Regions from separate parts of the Mus musculus genome. Here region 2 is linked to region 1. A link is a contact called in public Hi-C data. All regions are on one chromosome and are shown on one strand. Each heading gives the region's core, a stretch centred on a gene start, on an enhancer-like site or on the middle of the called end of the contact. The rest is flanking DNA. Distances are from core to core; before and after follow the strand shown.

Region 1 (3,575 bases), core at 477-2,976:
GTGCAGGAAGAAGATTTTAGGAGTTAGGGTAGCTGCCATGCGTGGGATGCAGAGCTCGGGGGCTGGAGAAGTGTGAGTTTGGCTGACAGCTTGCTCTGCCATAGCACAGGAGCACTTCTGTACCCATAGATCGGAGCTCAAGCGGCATGGACTCCGATCCTCCTCCTGGCTGTGCCCGTACAGAGAGGACCCTATTGTGCCTCCACAGTATGTGTACTCATTACAGTTTCACTGAGGGCCTGAGTTGCCTCTGGCTGTGAAGAGATAGTGGAGATGAGCTCTGGGAGAAAGGGGACATTGTGCAAAACTGCCACCATTGGTGACTGAGTGCATTCATTGTTCAGCCTGAGAGTACTGTGCATCCAGGGTGCAAATGCTTTGACCTTCAGTTCCCAGACGCCTGTGGACTGCAACTCCCGTACCCCATCCTCACTCTGCTTTGTGTTCTCTGGCAGACCAGGGCTTGGTCAGCATGTAACTAGTAGGGAGACACAGGCCTAGAAATAGCCTCCGGGGAAAAGAAGGTAGGGTACAAAAGAGGTGAGGATAAGGGACATCTGTGGAGAGGGGTCTAACAGTGCTTAAGTCCAGGTTTCTTTCTAGCAATTTCCTTCATGGAGAGAGATGGCAGATACTTGGCTCTTCCTGTCCAGCCTGGGTCCAAGACACTAGCTCAGCACCATTCACAGTGGGTAGTTAAGCCTCAAGGGAAAGAAGATTCAGTCCTGTGGCAGGAGAGCAGCTTTCCTGAGCTCAGTTCCTGTAGGGCCTGCAGTAGAGCTTGCAGTTGGGTTCTTGGCACAGACCAGGATTGGGGGGTTCCTGGTGGGTTCATTTGGGCAGTTAGGTACCACCCACTTCTTTACAGTGTGTGCTTCAGTGAAATCAAGGATAGCCTCCTTCTTCAGACACAGGACACTGTGACAACACTGCCAAATCTCCTGAGAGAGACGGAAATGTCCTGGTGTGTAGGCAAGGGGCCTCCTCCAAGACTCATTTAAAAATACTCACCCTGGGGCATCAGGACTCAGGCAGGTCATAGGACCAAAGCTTGGCATCACCAAAGATGCAACAGTGAGGGTTCCTGATGGGGTCAGTTCCCTGAGAAAGAGGAGTGGGTGCTGACATGGTGCTGTTGGAGGTAGCAGGGAGCAGAATAAGCAGAAATCTCCCAGCAGTTCAGGGTTGGTAGGAGGAATATAGAAGGTGTTTCTGTGTGCGGCTGATTCTTATTAGACAAGTCCCAAGCTGGAGTTATCCTCACTGGAAAGCCCTTTCCTCTGTAGGAGGAAGTTAAGCAGTGAGATCCAAAGTTCTGAAGGAAGAGGTCATGTGACCCTCAGCCTGGGTGTCACTTGCCGGTCATTAAAGGCTGCATAGGACTTTTTTTTACTTCTCTACAGCAACAGTGGTGTGGCCTGAAGCTCATCCATCCTTGAACCCAGTGACTGAAATGACTACTTCTATCTGCCCCTCCCCATCTTCTTGTCACTGTGGAAGAAATAATTCCCTTCCAGAGGTGATCTGGCACCATCCATTCACTGGCCTGGCGAAGTTCACCATCCAGGAACTTACCAGTTCTACTTCTAAGGCTGAACCTTCAGAAGGGCCCATACACTAAGTCTCATGACATTGATTGTCTCCTGCTGCATTGAGACACTGGAGTGAAACTATAGTCCATATCCACTGACCTATGTGAGCCTGCCTGTAAGCCACGTGCACCGATACTGAATGAGATGCATCTTTAAGGAGTGCATCTGCAGTACCAGCTTGGCACAGTGTCCATCACTTACTGCTCAGAAAAGGCAAGTTCAGAGCAGCTTTAATTTGAAAAATAAACTCCGTTGTTACATTACAAATAACAATTAGTCTATATACGATGAGGTGGTTAGGTTAGATTATTTATGAGTCCCTGTCTTGTTCTAAAAGCCTTCTCCCTGCAGCCTGACCTTTCTCTATTCTCCCTTTTCCATATTCAAACTAATTTCCATAAAACTCTGGCAACAATCTCTTTGTCCTTGTCAGGAATTTCTTTCTGGTCATGCCAAGGTCTGGTCCTGCTTCTAGCTACTGTTAGAAGAATCAATCCTGTGAGACTTCTGAGAGATTATAGACAATATTTTGTAGGAGAGGAATCCACTTTTATTGTCTAAGGATAAATTTCTATTTTTCAAAGATATTAAATGTTTAGTAATTTCTTTCAGTAGCCACAAGGAACTATTATAGTCATGAAATTAAAGAAAGGGAACTGGAGAGAGAGCTTAGTTGGTAAAGTACTTGCTGTGTAAGTATGAGGACTGAATTTGACCCCCCCAGCACCCATGCAAACATCCGGGGGTTATGGCATGCACTTGTGATCCTGGTTCTCGGGATACAGAGATGGGCTTAATTTACAAGCCTCAGATTTCAGTAAGAGACCTTGCCTCCAAGAAAAGCAGCCAGTGATGACCTTTCCTTATGTGTGTACACATATATACATACATACATGTGTACAACATACAGCTATCTCCACAGCTATACCTACATGAATACACCTACATACACATAGACATATCCACAGACACAGGAAAAAGATCTGAGAAACTGTCACAAGCAGAGTAACCTAAGGAGTTAAAGATGTACTTACTAAATATATCGGCACCTCTGGCTAAGATTCTCAACAGGAAAAAAGGGTGTCAGGGGAAACCTGAGGAACTTTAAGGGAAAGGTGGACTTCAGTAATAATATATTTATGTTGTTCCATTAATTGTGTCCAAGGTATACTAATATAAGTTGTTGGTAGAGAATTTGAGTATGGGACACATAGAAATGCTAGTTGTTATTTCACAATTTATTAATATATCTAAAGCTACTCAATTATTTATATCTGGGGGAAAAAAAGGAAACCATTTTTTTCTTGGTAGTAAAATGATCCTTAAATATTATACCCCCAGAATTTCCTTACCTTAATAGCTTGTTCTAGGGGCGTCTGCCCATTAGTAGTGCTCCTCTCTTCCTTTGAGAGCACCAGCTTTGCTGATCAAGGTAAATGCTGCTATTGAGAAAATACACTTGTCTGGAAATCCAGAGTGGAGGTGTGTTGAGGTCGGGGTGGTGTGAGTAAGTGCAGAGAAATCTGTTACATTGCCATTCTCAACAAAGTAGGCAATTTTGTATTGACTTTCTTCCTCCTGTCCTTCTGGAATAATTCTGAAAGCCATGAACTAGGATTCACAGAAGTAAATGTCTGTGTTTATATATATCAACTATATCAGAGGTTAGGAAGGACTCAAAGGAGGGGAGGGGACTACATTAAAATGGTACTAAAGCCACCTGCTGATCCACACATTGAGCACCTCCTTGAATATCAAATTAGTAATTACTAGCTATTAGTATTATATCTCATTGAATAAAAATTGAAGTTAACAAATCAGTAGTGATATGGTCAATTAATGGGTAAAGAAACAGAATAAAAGAATTAGAAAAATCATTTGAAAGCCATTGTTATATTGCTAGTTTATATATAAAATAACAGATCCTAAAATTAATTGGTAAAAAGTTTGGTGGCCTTGCATAGTCATGTTTTCTCCTCACAA
Region 2 (3,433 bases), core at 710-3,209, 210 kb before region 1:
ATGCCAGCAATTAATCCAGGCTTGGCATGCTGGTCTCCTGCTCTGGGCTGGTAGCCTCTGCTCCAGCAGCAGATGAAGAGCAGAGACTCGGAGGGAGGCCGAGGTGAGGATGGACGACAGGGGTCTTGGGCTTGTGAGGAAGAGCTGAGCAGGGACAAAGAACTGTTTATTCAGCTCGGTTGCCATCAAGGTCCAGAGCTGTGTAACCATGACAGCTCTAGGTCTCAGACCTGCCCCCACCTCACCAAGCCATACTGGACCCTTCCCTGTCACATCCAAGCCTGCAGGCCTGCAGGTGTGACAGAGGAGACAAAAATGAGCCACTCCCAAGGGCCTTCCTGCAGAACGTTGCAAGAGATCACAGGCAAGGGTCAGCGCTGGCCTCTCTGGACAGAGCAGAACTGAGAGCCAGGGCAGCGCCAAGCCGGCGAGCTGGCAGGCGTCGACTGCCATGTTGCAGCCCTTCTGTTTGTGTGGAGGACACGGCTATGAAATGTAAGTAAAACCCAAGGCTAATTTCCCCGGTCAGAAGGAGGAGGCGCTGCAGTGTGCTCAAACCCTAATTAAACCCGCTCGGGCGGTGGAACACCAAAATCAGTTCCAAGATCAATATTGCTATTCATTTAGAAGTGTAACAAGGTTAGAGAGGTGAGCAAAGGAAATAATTAACTCATTTGCAGCCTTTTTAAACAGAAACAGTCATTTTAATCTCCAGGGTAATTAGCTAGGCCCTGTCCATCAATCATGACGGCTGCCATTATTTTAAGTATTTTATTAATTAAGGAGGGAGGGGACTAAGGCACCCTTCAACCCCCCAACACTGTTTACTGAAGCTGGAAGGACCCTGAGCAGGAGCCGAAGAGCACTAGACAAAGGGTCAGCGAAGTCTGTGCTGAGAACGATGGCTGTCAGAGAAAGGCTACCATATGACAAAGTTGAGGTGACAGGTGCGGAGACCCCCCACCCCCACACCAAGGCTTGACTCTTGACAAACAACGATGCCCCATTCAGAGTCTGGAAGTGCTGGGGTGTGGGATCCCCAAGGTCTGCTTTGGTAACTGCTCCTAACTTTCTGGGTGACAACGACATGCCCCTGCCCCACCATATGCCCTATGATACTTTAGATGTATGTGGGATAGTCAGAAACCAAGGCTTCTAAGTGCCCAGGGGCCTCCAGCCACTGGAGGGCAGCAGAGCCCCAGGGACCCCAGAGCGAGGGCTGGACTGGCTCAGTCTGTACCAGACCCCATAGCTCCTGTGTTTGTCACTCACTGCTCAAGGTCCCATTGCTCAGTCCTGTGACTTGGACAGGAAGCTGAGTCAGATGGTCTCTGACCCTGCTAACAGCTTGGTTTTGGCTATTCAATAGGAGCCTGCCCTGGCCTGTCTCCCTCACATTCCAGATGGGGAAACAGACCCAGAGAGAGGAAGGGTGTTGTTATACTAGTCTTGTTTAGTATTTGTTAATAAACATGGACACAAAATTCCTGGCCTGAAGAAGACCTTCCGGGGGCCATCAGGAGAAACTTGTAACCAAACAGTAACCACTGGGCAGGATGAGAAAGCTGACAAACAGCTTAGGACAGAAGGTCAGCAGAGGCATACCCCAAGCAACCTGGACAGTCAAGGGAGGCTTCCTGGAGGAGGCACCTCTCAGATGAATCCTGGTGAAAGGCAGGGCAGTGCATCCCGCAGGAGAGGGAGAAGCAGTGCAGGGACCCGGGCAAGAGTATGAGGAGGCTGAGAGGGGTACAGGCAGATTGGACACCACAGGCCATTCAGGAGGCCCGAGTGGGAGAGAGTAGGGCAGGGCAGCAGGGTAGCTATGGGTGTCTGGAAAAGAAAGGAGCGAGGCAGGAAAGTGCTGGGTCTGGTGGCCACTGTCTTGCTATGTCCTGCTATGTCTCCCTGCTCCCAGCCTTGGGCTTACCCTGAAGTTGATGATGTCATTTTCTCCAAGAGCCTCTCCCTAAGCTGTCCTCTCTGCGACTCATCTGGGAGGCGAGAGAGTAGAGAAAGAAGGGACTGTGGAGACAGGAAGAGAAAAAAAAACCCAAAACAAAAAACTATGGCTGAAAGGGACAGCCAGGCATGTGAGGGCTGCCTGTCTTAATGCCCTGAGCCATACCAGCACCATCCTCATTAGATAGCCTCTTCTTGCATACCTCCTGGCCGGGGAACTCTCTTATCTCTGGAGTCAACCGCCTTCTCTCTAGTTGCTGACTCTGTGCCTGGGTGTGCAGAGAGCCCCACTTGCAAGTCTAGGACACCCCTCGTGCCTCCAGCACTAGTCTTCAGCTACCTTAGTTCCAAGTCAGCCAGGCAGGTAGAGTACTGACCGTGGTCATCAGTTGCTTAGCAAACTGGGAAGATCAGAGAGCTTCGCTGGTCACTAAGCTGGCACATGATCTTCTGGGAGAGTTCTGGGTCTGGGCACTGGCTCTGAGGTTGGGGGAAGGGAGGAAGAAAGCAGAGGTCCAGAAAGAGGGAGGAGGGAAGAGGATCAGGCTGAAACTCGGTTGCTAGGGGCAACAGCATTACATCCTGAGGAGGAACCAGATGCTGAGGAGGGCAGCAGATCCAAGCCCGGCAGGCTTGGGGGTGAAAGGGGGAGCACACAGCCAGGAACCCAGGAAGAGGGTGGGACACGCGTAGGGTGTGTGTGTTGTGGGGGGCGGTTGGTGTGGTAAAGGAGGGTTATGCTACATGGGGTATGTGTGTGGTGTGGTGTGGTGATAGGGAAAGAGTATGGTATATGGTGGGGGAGTGGTGTGGTGTGTGTGTGTGTGTGTGTGTGTGTGTGTGTGTGTATGGTATTTTGGGGGGTGTTGTTATGTGAGGGGTTGTGGGAGGGTAGTGCGTGGTATGTGTATGCATTCTCATGTGTGTCTAGCCAGGCAGTGGTAGTGCATGCCTTTAATCCCAGCACTTGGGAGGAGAGGCAGGCAGATTTCTGAGTTCGAGGCCAGCCTGGTCTACAGAGTGAGTTCCATGACAGCCAGGGCTATACAGAAAAATCTTGTCTCGAAAAACCAAAAAAGAAAAGAAAAAAAGAAAAAGAAAAAGAAGAAGTGTGTGTGTGTGTGTGTGTGTGTGTGTGTGTGTGTGTGTGTATGATGAGGAGGGAGGGGTATGGTATATGGGGTACATGTGTGGGGTGGTGGTAGGGAAGGGGTATGGCATTTTGTGCAGAGGGGTGGTATGGTATGGTGTGTGTGTGTGTATGATATTTGTGTGAGTGTTGTGGTGTGAGGGGTTGTGGGAGGGTGGTATGTAGTGTGTGTGTGTGTGTGTGTGTGTATGTTATGGTATAGGTATATGGTGTGTGTGTGTGTGTGTGTGTGTGTGTGTGTGTGTGTGTGTGTGACTTAGGGCAGGTATTTCCACAGCTGATCTCACTTTCAGGTCCACAATGCCTATGGGTCTTTAGAAT

Evidence for each region. Hi-C and Micro-C count contacts between places; a contact is called where the count stands out from the background.
Region 2: a Hi-C map of bone marrow-derived macrophages shows a contact between it and region 1, with 30 read pairs. The contact joins two enhancer-like sites. A contact is called at or near these places in 5 of 484 Hi-C or Micro-C datasets (bone marrow-derived macrophages, embryonic stem cells, group 2 innate lymphoid cells and 2 more), 1 of 115 datasets of contacts at active chromatin or transcription factors (embryonic stem cells) and 1 of 9 other capture datasets (embryonic stem cells).

Annotation. Positions count from the first base shown.
Region 1 is chr9:56,343,227-56,346,801 of GRCm38.p6, reverse strand. The region is part of intron 2 of Peak1 (pseudopodium-enriched atypical kinase 1); the gene reads left to right. Among named protein-coding and RNA genes, the nearest start is that of Peak1, 73 kb to the left of the region's middle. Within about 2 kb of position 1,726, at least 21 of the 459 cell types and tissues checked have an H3K27ac peak or open chromatin away from gene starts, as enhancers often do. A contact at or near this core is called in bone marrow-derived macrophages and neural progenitor cells, where this site is marked.
Region 2 is chr9:56,550,822-56,554,254 of GRCm38.p6, reverse strand. No RefSeq gene overlaps it. Among named protein-coding and RNA genes, the nearest start is that of Gm31529, 28 kb to the left of the region's middle. Within about 2 kb of position 1,959, at least 150 of the 459 cell types and tissues checked have an H3K27ac peak or open chromatin away from gene starts, as enhancers often do. A contact at or near this core is called in bone marrow-derived macrophages and neural progenitor cells, where this site is marked.